Regions from separate parts of the Mus musculus genome. Here region 1 is linked to region 2. A link is a contact called in public HiChIP or PLAC-seq data. All regions are on one chromosome and are shown on one strand. The core of a region is the stretch at or near the end of the contact, and the rest is flanking DNA. Distances in the headings are between cores, read along the strand shown. Region 1 overlaps Arhgef9 (CDC42 guanine nucleotide exchange factor (GEF) 9). Region 2 holds the start of Spin4 (spindlin family, member 4).

The links. HiChIP or PLAC-seq counts read pairs in DNA pulled down with a chosen protein or histone mark.
Region 1: a BATF HiChIP or PLAC-seq map of CD8 T cells shows a contact between it and region 2, with 6 read pairs. The contact joins the enhancer-like site here to the promoter of Spin4 in region 2. A contact is called at or near these places in 3 of 484 Hi-C or Micro-C datasets (CD8 T cells, embryonic fibroblasts and nephron progenitors), 1 of 115 datasets of contacts at active chromatin or transcription factors (CD8 T cells) and 3 of 9 other capture datasets (adipose tissue, liver and pancreatic islet).

The regions. Positions count from the first base shown.
Region 1 is chrX:95,075,380-95,080,708 of GRCm38.p6, reverse strand. Arhgef9 (CDC42 guanine nucleotide exchange factor (GEF) 9) reads left to right here. Exons shown (of 10, transcript NM_001290385.1): 6 at 3,141-3,270. Among named protein-coding and RNA genes, the nearest start is that of Spin4, 51 kb to the right of the region's middle. Within about 2 kb of position 3,573, at least 17 of the 459 cell types and tissues checked have an H3K27ac peak or open chromatin away from gene starts, as enhancers often do. A contact at or near this core is called in CD8 T cells, where this site is marked.
Region 2 is chrX:95,023,119-95,028,303 of GRCm38.p6, reverse strand. It overlaps Spin4 (spindlin family, member 4), which reads left to right and starts at 1,622. Exons shown (of 1, transcript NM_178753.4): 1 at 1,622-5,185. The coding sequence starts at 2,110. The coding sequence ends at 2,859.

The DNA.
Region 1 (5,329 bases), core at 2,324-4,823, 50 kb before region 2:
GGAAATAACCCAACAAAGGCTATGAAGGCTATCTCGTTGAGTGGAAGTAATGCGTTTCATCTCTTAGCAGTATGGTATATGCAGAAAATCATCCGCATCGATGGTGACAGCTTACAGTTAATCAGCCCCAGTCTTTCACATATCTTATCTTGCAATTTAAGAGACTCAGAGTTTCTAGCTTGACTTTATTTGGTATGAAACTTCTGACTTTGGACTTGCTGGTTTAAATACTCTTAGCACTCATTTTTTATTAGATATTTTTTTCATTTACATTTCAAATGCTATCCCAAAAGTCCCCTATACCCTCATAAGAAGAAATAAGTCCCTTGCTCAAATTCCCCAAGCTTTCATCCTGACATATTTTAAAATAAAATATAAGCACATCATTTTCCTACTCTATCTCCTCCCCCTCCCCCTTACCCTTCTTAATGTCTTTTCCTCTGCTCCCACATGTCCCCTTCTTTTTTAATGATTCTTGATATATATATATATATATATATGTATATATATATATATATATATATATATATATATATATATATACATATCCTCCTGCTGGATCCATTGTATGTTTGTTGCCTGAACATGTGTTTCTATGGCTAATTGTTTGGTGTTGGATAATCAATCTGGAGGCTTATCGCTTCCTCATCTATTTCCAATGATGAAGGCTCATGGTCACAGATTATTTGGCAATTTCTACATCAACTTCCAATATTTCCTTATTAGACATCTACCACTTAACGTAAGGATACCTGGTCTCATGACTGTGAGCTAAAGACAGACAGGAGTAGCAATATGCCCAAGGAAGAAGAGGATAAAGACAAAAGACAAAGCCACAGAAAGACTATTTTTTTCAGGTCTCAGGAGCTATATTAAGATGCCCCAAACAAGAGTTTTTAGAGTGTTAGAGACTTAGCCTGATAGAAATGTCTGAAATGAAACAGCCAGAGTAGTCTCTGAAGTAGAAGACTGGATGAAAAGTGATAGGAAATAAATGAAATTCATATGAATTCTTTCATATGAAAGTATGTCATAATTACCCCTTACCTAAAGTAAGAAGAAAAGGGGAAATATAAATGTCATGGTTAGTTGATATGTCTAAAACTAGAAAATCTTGGTTCTGTTACTCCAAATAATGGGTGGTAGCCAACCATTGTACCATTTTCTTCTTGTTGTGTTCACTTTTAAAGCTAGTGGTACAGATCAGATGTGATAGCATTTATTCTTGAACCATTGTAAGAAAAGACAGCCAGCTAAAATGGCAAGACTAACAACTATAGGACCACAGCCATGATTGCCTAATACTTGTGGTCAGGAAGAGGACTTTCTTATCACCAACGTCCAATTGAATGTCATGTTTGTGATGGCCTTGGAGGATTAAGATAATAACTAATACAACTGAGGAACTAAATTTTTAGCTTATTGAAGTTTAATTAAATATGACTATGGTACCACTCTGAATGGGATAATTCTATGATTACCTCCCAGAAAGTGGATTAAAATACTGGTACCCTCAAATCAATAAAAGGAAAGACACAGGGGATAGGGAACTGGGCCTGAAGAATTGCAGTACTTATTTCTGTCATTACTGCCCACACTGTCATTACAGTTCTGTCTAACTGGCTTGGTCATTCTTGTCAGAGAGAAACACTGACAGTGTTAATGAGCTCACAGATCATCCATAGAGAGGAACAAGCAATGTGACAAGATGCATAATGTGACAGTGGGAACAAACGTGAAGTTTTACAGGTGAATCTGAGCACTCAACAATTCAAGAACCGGTTGAGAGATTCATCTCCTAGAAAGCATGTTTTGGAGAGCCTTAGACAGTATAATTAGTCGGTAATTACACTCAGTATGGCTGACTCATCATAATACCAGAAAACATTCTAAGGTTCAAAATATGAGTACTTCTAGCTGTCTCGAGAAAGAATAATTTGGTTAAGAGAAAAGTCTGTTACTACAGTGGATCAAATGCAATAGTGTTTGAGGTCTATAGTTCTGGAATGTGTGCAAAGTACAAATTGGAGTCATGGATGGTACCTAAGAGGAGGTGTTGCATGGTATCTGTCCTGGCATCTAGAGCTCCCCTTCTTTGACTTGTTCCATCATCCCATTCTCCAATACATTAATAACAGGGAAACAACATTTTTGCATCCTTTCTCACAGCTATTTTTCCAATCAGTGCTGGGAGAGTATAAAGGCTACAACCACAAGATAGTTTAGCTTTACTGAAAGAAGATATTAATACTGAGCTGTAATTAATCTTATTGCCTTCTCAGGTCATCCTGTCTGTGTCAAGTGGCTGGAGTCGCATTTTCAGTCTGCCTTTTATAATAGCTATTCAATTGGAAATCAGGTCAGACAGCAGACAAAATTGGGTAGAATGATATGACTCTCAACACAAATTATCAAATGTTTCTAGAAGCTGGGATATAGGTTGTACTTCTCAGACCAAGAATTCTATGGGAGATATCCTGTATTACAGCTATCACAAGAGAAATGCTTAATACTTAAGTACTTAATCTTATGAATTAAGAGTAAAATAATATGTATGGATGAGTGCATTTATTTATTAAACCCATCAATAAATTCTGCCAAAATCTCCCCATTTTCTGCATGAGAAAATTGAATCAAGTGCGAGTGATACTTGCTGAAGACAACACTGCTAGTTAGTGATAAAACTGGGTGTGAACTCAAGAGTCTGGCTTCAAATTATGTGTTCTCATGCATTATCCTATACTGATCTCCTCATTGTACCAGAAGAAAAATATCACTATTATTCCATGGTGACCACAGTGACGCCTTAGAAATGCAGATAGAAGAGATGACTAGGATGTCTGGACTATACTATGTATAATGCTTCTGTCTTGTTCCTTGGCTGGTTTTATCAGGTAAAACACAAATAGAGAGCTATAAAATTTGAAGAGATCTATTCCCTTTGAAAAGAGTTTACAGGAAGGATATCTACGAGGCTGGTATGGTTTTTGTATGAACATAAGTCACATAGTCATCTAAAAATAGGACTGGAAATTACTATCTGATAATCCAGACTCTTACTAAGGAGGAAGAATAGAATGGATTTAGGAGTGGCGTATTGCACATTGGTTCATCCACATTTCACTCTTATTTCTTCACAGTGATTACAGATACGTTGCAGCTGCTTTGGCTGTCATGAGAAATGTGACTCAGCAGATCAATGAACGCAAGCGACGTCTGGAGAATATTGACAAGATTGCGCAATGGCAGGCCTCTGTCCTAGACTGGGAGGTAGGCCCTTTATTAACAGGGGTTTGGGGAGGCCCCACTTGCTTGTTGAACAAGCTATAACTAGCATCCTGGCCAAGCTCTGTTTTCATCATTATTCTAAAAATATTCTGTCACCTAGTCATCCCAGTGTGGACACCCACAGTTTCTTTGATCTTAGAGAGGAAGTGACTGAAATCGTCAACCTTTCCTTGCCAAATGCCACAAACTAGGAGTGATGACACTTCTTCCTCATCTCTCAGGCCCAGGTTGTGTGACCTGATAGCACGTAGGCTGACATAACCAAGATGGAAAATGTCAGCAGGAAGGAAGTGGCATTTAAAAACGGTGTGGTGAGAGTAGAGAAGTAGATCCAGTACCTTTCCATATGGCCTTCAACTCAAGTAGAACTTTCTGTGTTTAAATAACAGCATTTCCTTTAACATTTCAAATTGCTTAGTCTAGCCCAAGGTGACCGGTATTAGGGTCAACAAAGAGTTGATAAATGTTCAGACAAAATCTTTGTTCTTCTACTTCTATTCTTCCTAGTGTGGATGATTTAAAAACACCACAATAATTATCAGTTGACACATTTTTATTCTGTTTGATAGATAATGTCTTCTAAGGGTAGAATACCAGTGATACCTTGAGATATAAAAATAAAATACAATATATATGTATAGATAGAGGGCAAGAGGGCAGAATGTATACATGTTTTCATATATTTAAACCCTTGCTTATAACAAGACACCATCACTGGCCCAGACTTAAAAGAAAGTAATGGATTCTCCTTTCATTGGGAAACCTTCAGAACCTATTTTCCCTTGAACAGAGAAAGGTAGGATGAGTAACATGAAGACATTTGTTGTCTTGGTAAGGTCGACTATTTGGCTAGAGAATAAAAACTCTTGCTTTAAATCAGTGTCTGTGTTTTTCTCCTCCTCTTTTCCTCATGAATATTCAGATCTATCTCTAGTTACCATTAGAGTTACTTATCTCTAGTTACCATTTCAGTCATCTGCCATATCCTATGGAGACTACTCTACCCCTCATAAATCTTAAAAAGTAAGGAGATAAGTTAAATTGTCATGTATCCTTTAAAGAGATTACAGCTTACAGCAGTTTAGATTAGAATGGAGGAGAGCCTGTTTCCAAGGTCCGTAGTTTCTGGAAATTTTCCATTTCTGAGCTCTGTGGTTCAGAGATTTGGATGAGCTGTCATTTCACTCTTTCACGTTAAATCATTTTAAATAAAGAGAAATGGGATATATCCCTGATAGCTTCTCTTCAGCTTCCCCCACCCCCGAAGATTTTCAGAAAGTGCTCGTGTTTGTACCTCATGTTTGAGAACTAAATCATGTGGCTATAATTTTCTCTTTATAGTATCTCTCCCTTTCTTACCTGCTTGTTTAATACCTGATGCCCTATTCTTGTCTGCTTGTTTAAAACCTGATGTCCTGTTCTTGTTTACTATTGGATGGTATAATTCAAAGAAACCAGAAGATATATACCACAGTATGATGGATACAGAAAAGGTATCCATTTAAAAGTGAAGGTGAATAAATTAAGTGTACTTCTTGGTCCAGAAGATTAAACATAGGCCCAGGTAAATTTATTACTTCTTTACACTTACTGACATAAGTTGACTCAGACACCATTGAAGATTAAACTGGTTAAAAAGGGTTACATTTTGTTTTACCATTCTTTCAGTACTGCTCTACCTTTTTGACCTTAAAACCTGACATTTTTCATCAACAAATGTATTGGGTCTTATTGAGAGCTATCCTGGGATGCAAGCAGCGTATGGGTCACAGGTTAGATTAGATATGCCTGCTAGGCCGTTCAGGACACAGCTCCAATATCAATTATCCTGTAATCAGGTAAATGAAGCTGAAAAAATGGGTTGCTAGAATTAATTAGACTGAAATGAAGTCTGTTCCTTGAGACATTGGCTTCACAAAAAGTATATGAAAAACTTGCAGGAAAGCTCTGGGCAGGGTTTAATGGTCACTGTTGATCTTTTAACCATTGATTTCTTCACTAACAGATTGTTGAATACTTACTCAGTATCGGGCATCATTCT
Region 2 (5,185 bases), core at 373-2,872:
GTATAATGGAGGAGTTCAGCTGTCGCAGTTCCAGAGTCACATTATCTTAAACTATCTTCACCCTCACCCCACCCAAAATGGTCATGTATTGTTCAACTCTGTGAGTGACCTAACCATTCTTCCGGCTATTAGGTAAGTTCTTTTGGAATGTGTGCACAGATCCTCGGCTTTCACTGGCCCAAAGGCAGGGAATGCTGTCAGATAGTATCTGAAGCCTACTGCAGAAGTTTCTCCGGTTTGCTATAACACGCCTACCCAAGGCTTCCCCTGATGCCTTTTAAAAGTTTCCTGATTTATAGTTCTCTTTGTTTTGCTGCTATAAAAATTTCATGAGGCCAGTTGGGTAAGAGGCTTATCTTACAAAGGAACTTGTGGCATAAACCTGTGGACTTGGGTTCAATCCATTGAATTCAAGTAAATGTGGAAGGAAAGAAGTTACTACACAATGTTATCTTCTGATTTCCACTTTTCCACTTCTGCCCCCTTCCAACATAGACACTTCATGCACACACAGGTTAATAATAAACAGCAGCGACAACACCAACAAAATTCCATGAAACTGTTACCACATTGGAACATAGAACTTGGGGTAACCTAAAGTTGTGGACCTTGGTCTTGGTCACTTATATTTGATTCTAGAATAAACCATCTTTTATTTTGAGATGAGAGCTGTGTTCTTTATGTTCACATATGGAACCATTAAAAATTGTGTTTCCAGCCTGGCATGGTGGCGCATGGTTTTAATCCCAGTACTTGGGAGGCAGAGAAGGGGGGGGGGGCATATCTCTGAGTTCGAGGCCAGCCTGGTATGTAGAGTGAGTTCCAGGACAGTCAGGGCTACCCAGGGAAACCCTGTCTCAAAAAACTGAAAAACAAATCATGTTTCCAGCATATTTAATCATGACAGAAACTACTCGTGATATAAGTGACAAAGTAAGCAAAAAAGGTATAGAAATATAAAAGTTGCTCTCAAATGCATAAGGTTATAGAAAGATATATTAATAAGAAATCAGCTTAATAAACATTTTGATGTTTGCCTGGTTTGTATGGCTAAAGTTAGTTTTGTTTTGCTTTGCTTTTTATTTCACTCAGTTTTAGAAAAGCAAATACCAGCATATTTTCCTTCCACTTAGAAAAACATACTAAAAATCGTTAGGACGAATGATCAGGTAGAAAATATAAAGGAGAGTTTAAGTTAACATGGTGGACTGTGCACGACTTTTCCCCAATCCCGCTTCAAATTTCTTAAAAAAGAAAGAAATTGTAGATTTGTTTATACAATTTCTCCCACCCCACGTATTTTTTTTTCTTTCTTTTTCACTTTTCTTTTCTTTTTCTGCTTGTGAGGAATTCCTGGAAGATAGAAAGCAGATGGAGCCTCAGTGAAGTATGCAGTTGGGCAGCAGACAGCCTGCAGGGGAGGAGGGGTGTTGTACTGTCTGGTTCTGGTGGGAATGAACCGGCTGGGGGGCCACGGGAGTAAAGGAGAGAGCCTGTGTCAGTGTGGCTGCCCCAGGAGCGGAAGGCAGGACGGAAGCGGGAGGGGTGGAGGAAAGGAGAGGGCGGGCTCAGAGGAGGAGGATTCCCTAAGCAACAAAAATCCCGGTTTCGCAGATTGGCCAAGCTGACAAGCGCTGCCAAGACCAGGCCGCGCAAAGCGCAAACTGCTGGGAGACGTGCTACTGCCTGCACTTTCGTGGCCGCGAAACATCCCTGTTATCTCCGGTCCAGGTTAACAGTCCACTTCTTCTCTGTTGCCGTTCTGCGACCGCAGCAGCGTTGACAACAGCTAAGTGGCGGATTCTGGCTGGGACGTGGGCTTGGGAGTCCGGGAAGGCGCCAGGGGCGGACAGAACGAACCCGGGAGCCCGCCATCTCTCTGGAGCCATCACTATTGCAGTCACCCCTCCCTGAAGGAGGAAAAAAGCACTAGTGAGCGGCACTCTCTGTCTCAGTTCCCAGTCAGTTAGCTCTTTTCTGACAAAATCTGAAAAGAGGACTGATACAGTCTCTCGGATCGCGAAAAATATCTGCCGTTGGACACTGCTGACTGTTAGTCAGCTTGTTAAGCAAAGAGCAGCTTTACTTTGGCCACCGAAGCCTCGAGCCATGTCTCCTCCGACTGTGCCTCCTACTGGGGTGGATGGTGTGTCCGCGTACCTGATGAAGAAAAGGCACACTCACAAGAAGCAGCGCCGTAAGCCCACTTTCCTCACTCATAGGAACATCGTGGGCTGCCGCATTCAACACGGCTGGAAAGAAGGCAATGAGCCCGTGGAGCAATGGAAAGGTACTGTGCTCGAGCAGGTCTCCGTGAAGCCCACTCTGTATATCATCAAATATGATGGCAAAGACAGTGTGTACGGACTGGAACTGCACAGAGATAAGAGAGTTTTAGCGCTGGAGATTCTTCCTGAGAGAGTTCCTTCTCCTCGCATTGACTCTCGCCTGGCCGATTCCCTGGTTGGGAAGGCAGTGGGACATGTGTTCGAAGGTGAGCATGGCAAGAAAGATGAGTGGAAGGGTATGGTGTTGGCGCGAGCCCCCATCATGGATACTTGGTTTTACATCACCTACGAGAAAGATCCGGTCCTCTATATGTACACCCTGCTGGACGACTACAAAGATGGTGACCTGCGTATCATTCCAGATTCCAACTACTACTTCCCTGCAGCTGAACAGGAGCCTGGGGAGGTGCTCGACAGCCTTGTGGGCAAGCAGGTGGAACACGCCAAAGACGACGGGTCCAAGAGAACTGGGATCTTTATTCATCAGGTGGTAGCCAAGCCATCTGTCTACTTCATTAAGTTTGATGATGATATTCACATTTATGTCTATGGCTTGGTGAAAACCCCGTAAGTTTATAGACCTCTTTGCGAAACGTGTGGAACTATCAGAGGATAAATATTTTATGTTCTCAAAATTAAGTTTTTCTGAGGTCAATTTTGAGGTCAAAAGTTCTGGACAGTGGCTAAATCTTATTGTGCCTCCATATCTTATATTGACTGTTTTCCAGTTCTGACTCAAGTATATGTTGGTACTTTTGTTCTTTGTTTTATAATTGAAATTTTAAATTGGCTGCTAAGAAAAAAAGAGAAGTGTTTGGATTCACCGAAACAACTCAAAAGTAGATAAACTGTGCAACGTGGCTTCTGCTCCCTTCCCCCTCTTTCTAATTCTTCCCCTTAGTTTGAGAATTTGGCATTTTTCTTGGGATGTTTTCCCTGCTCTCAAGCAGAAACTTCAATGTAACTTTTGTAAAACTGACTTCCATATGATATGGTTTTTGATAAATGGCACAGTCAGTCTCTGTCCGTCACTCTCATACTTCCTCTCACCAGTGTTCACAGTCCATACAGATGTGCCAAAAAGTATCCATTCTGGTATTGGTGGGCATTTATTTCCTTTTTTACTCATAATGATGTTTTATTGTATTAAGGTGCTCTTATTTCTATAGAAGTGTTATGTAGGTGTATATTTAGTTTTAAGAACTATTGCAAGGTTGCCATCCACTGGTCTTTGATGTTTGCAACGCTGACAGGTAGAACGTTCCATGGGTTCCTGATTATTTGATGTTTACCTGACTCAATGAGACTTATTTTTTTCTACTTGGGATATTTCTCTTTTTTTGTTTTGCTAATTCCTATTCTTTGTTTCTTGTCTATATATACATATATATATTCAGTTGATATTTTCCATGTAAAGTTATAGGAATTTCTACAATGAAAGTACATTTAATCTTTTTTATTTCATGTGTTAATGAACTTTATATTGTTATTAATCTTTATTGTTCACTTTACAATTTTAAAAACTTAATTTTATAATTTTTAAATGTTTATGTCTTTTATAAATTTTTAGTTTCCTATCTTCTTCAGACAGGTGTCCCTAACCTAGGTCATACCAATATTCACTTGGTTTTTCTTTTATAATCTTTATTATATTTAAATTTTTATCTACCTGAAATTCATTTTTGCATATGCTAATACATAGGGACTCAACTCTAAATATTTTGCATTACATATTCTACTGTAGAAATTACTTTTTAAAAAATCACTCTTTTTCAAATTTCTGAGTGAAAGTTAATTTTAAACATAATACCAGACCATGAGTTTCAGAAACTGGAATAACAAATTCCCTTTCAATAGTTGTTTTTCTTTCTTATTATAATTTATCCTCAACATTCATCCTTTCAAGAGAAAAAAAAACAATGCATTTTATTGATATTTTGAAAGGGTCTGATACTTATCAGAATTGCATCAATTTTCTGTATTCTTATATACAAGAATAAAATTAATAGTGATATTCTTACCACACAAGAGATTTGGTAGATCATTGAAATATTTTTATCTTGTTTTCATAACATTTTTTCATATAGGTCATTCATATCAAATGGAATTTATTTTTGCAGTTATCAAATTTTGTAATAAGTTGAATATTTTTCCATCTTATAAGTAACTTTTTATTTTTATCAATAAAGCAAATCTACAGATTTTATATTTTTATCTTTTATCCAATGAGTTTATTTAATCCTATATGTTACATTGGATGTTAAATTAGAAACTTGGATTTTCTTGATATATACAATCATTTTGTATGTAAATACAGATAATTTTATTTCTTCTAATGCTTATACTTATTAGTATAACATTAGCTGGATTTTCCAGAGCAGTGTTATGTGATGATGATGGCAGACATGCCTTTTTCTATTTCTAATTTTTATGAGAATGACTTTATTGTTTCATGTGTGACTTTGTTGTTGATTGTTGGTAAGTAGTTATTCATGTTTAGAAATTCCTTCTGTTCTTGTTTTTATATAGTATTACTATTAGAAATGTCTCCTTGATTTTATCAATGTCTTTTCAATATCCATTATTAAACATATAGTTTTTTTAATTTGTTGATGCATGATTTATTAGAAAGCTAGGTACTTAGTATTACAACAAACCTTTATTTCTGGAATAAATCCTACTTGGTTATGGTAAAATAGCCATTTATTATTTTGTCGTATTTTATTTACCAATAATGCACTTATACTTGATTTGCATTCCAAAGTAAAATTACAGTTTTAGATTACTCTTTGTATTTTTAATTGAATTAACAGACAACAGGTTGTGTCTTTTTTTCATAAGCTGTCTCTATGAAGCTTTGTCATTAAAATTCTATTAGCTTAAAAAATGACTGAGTA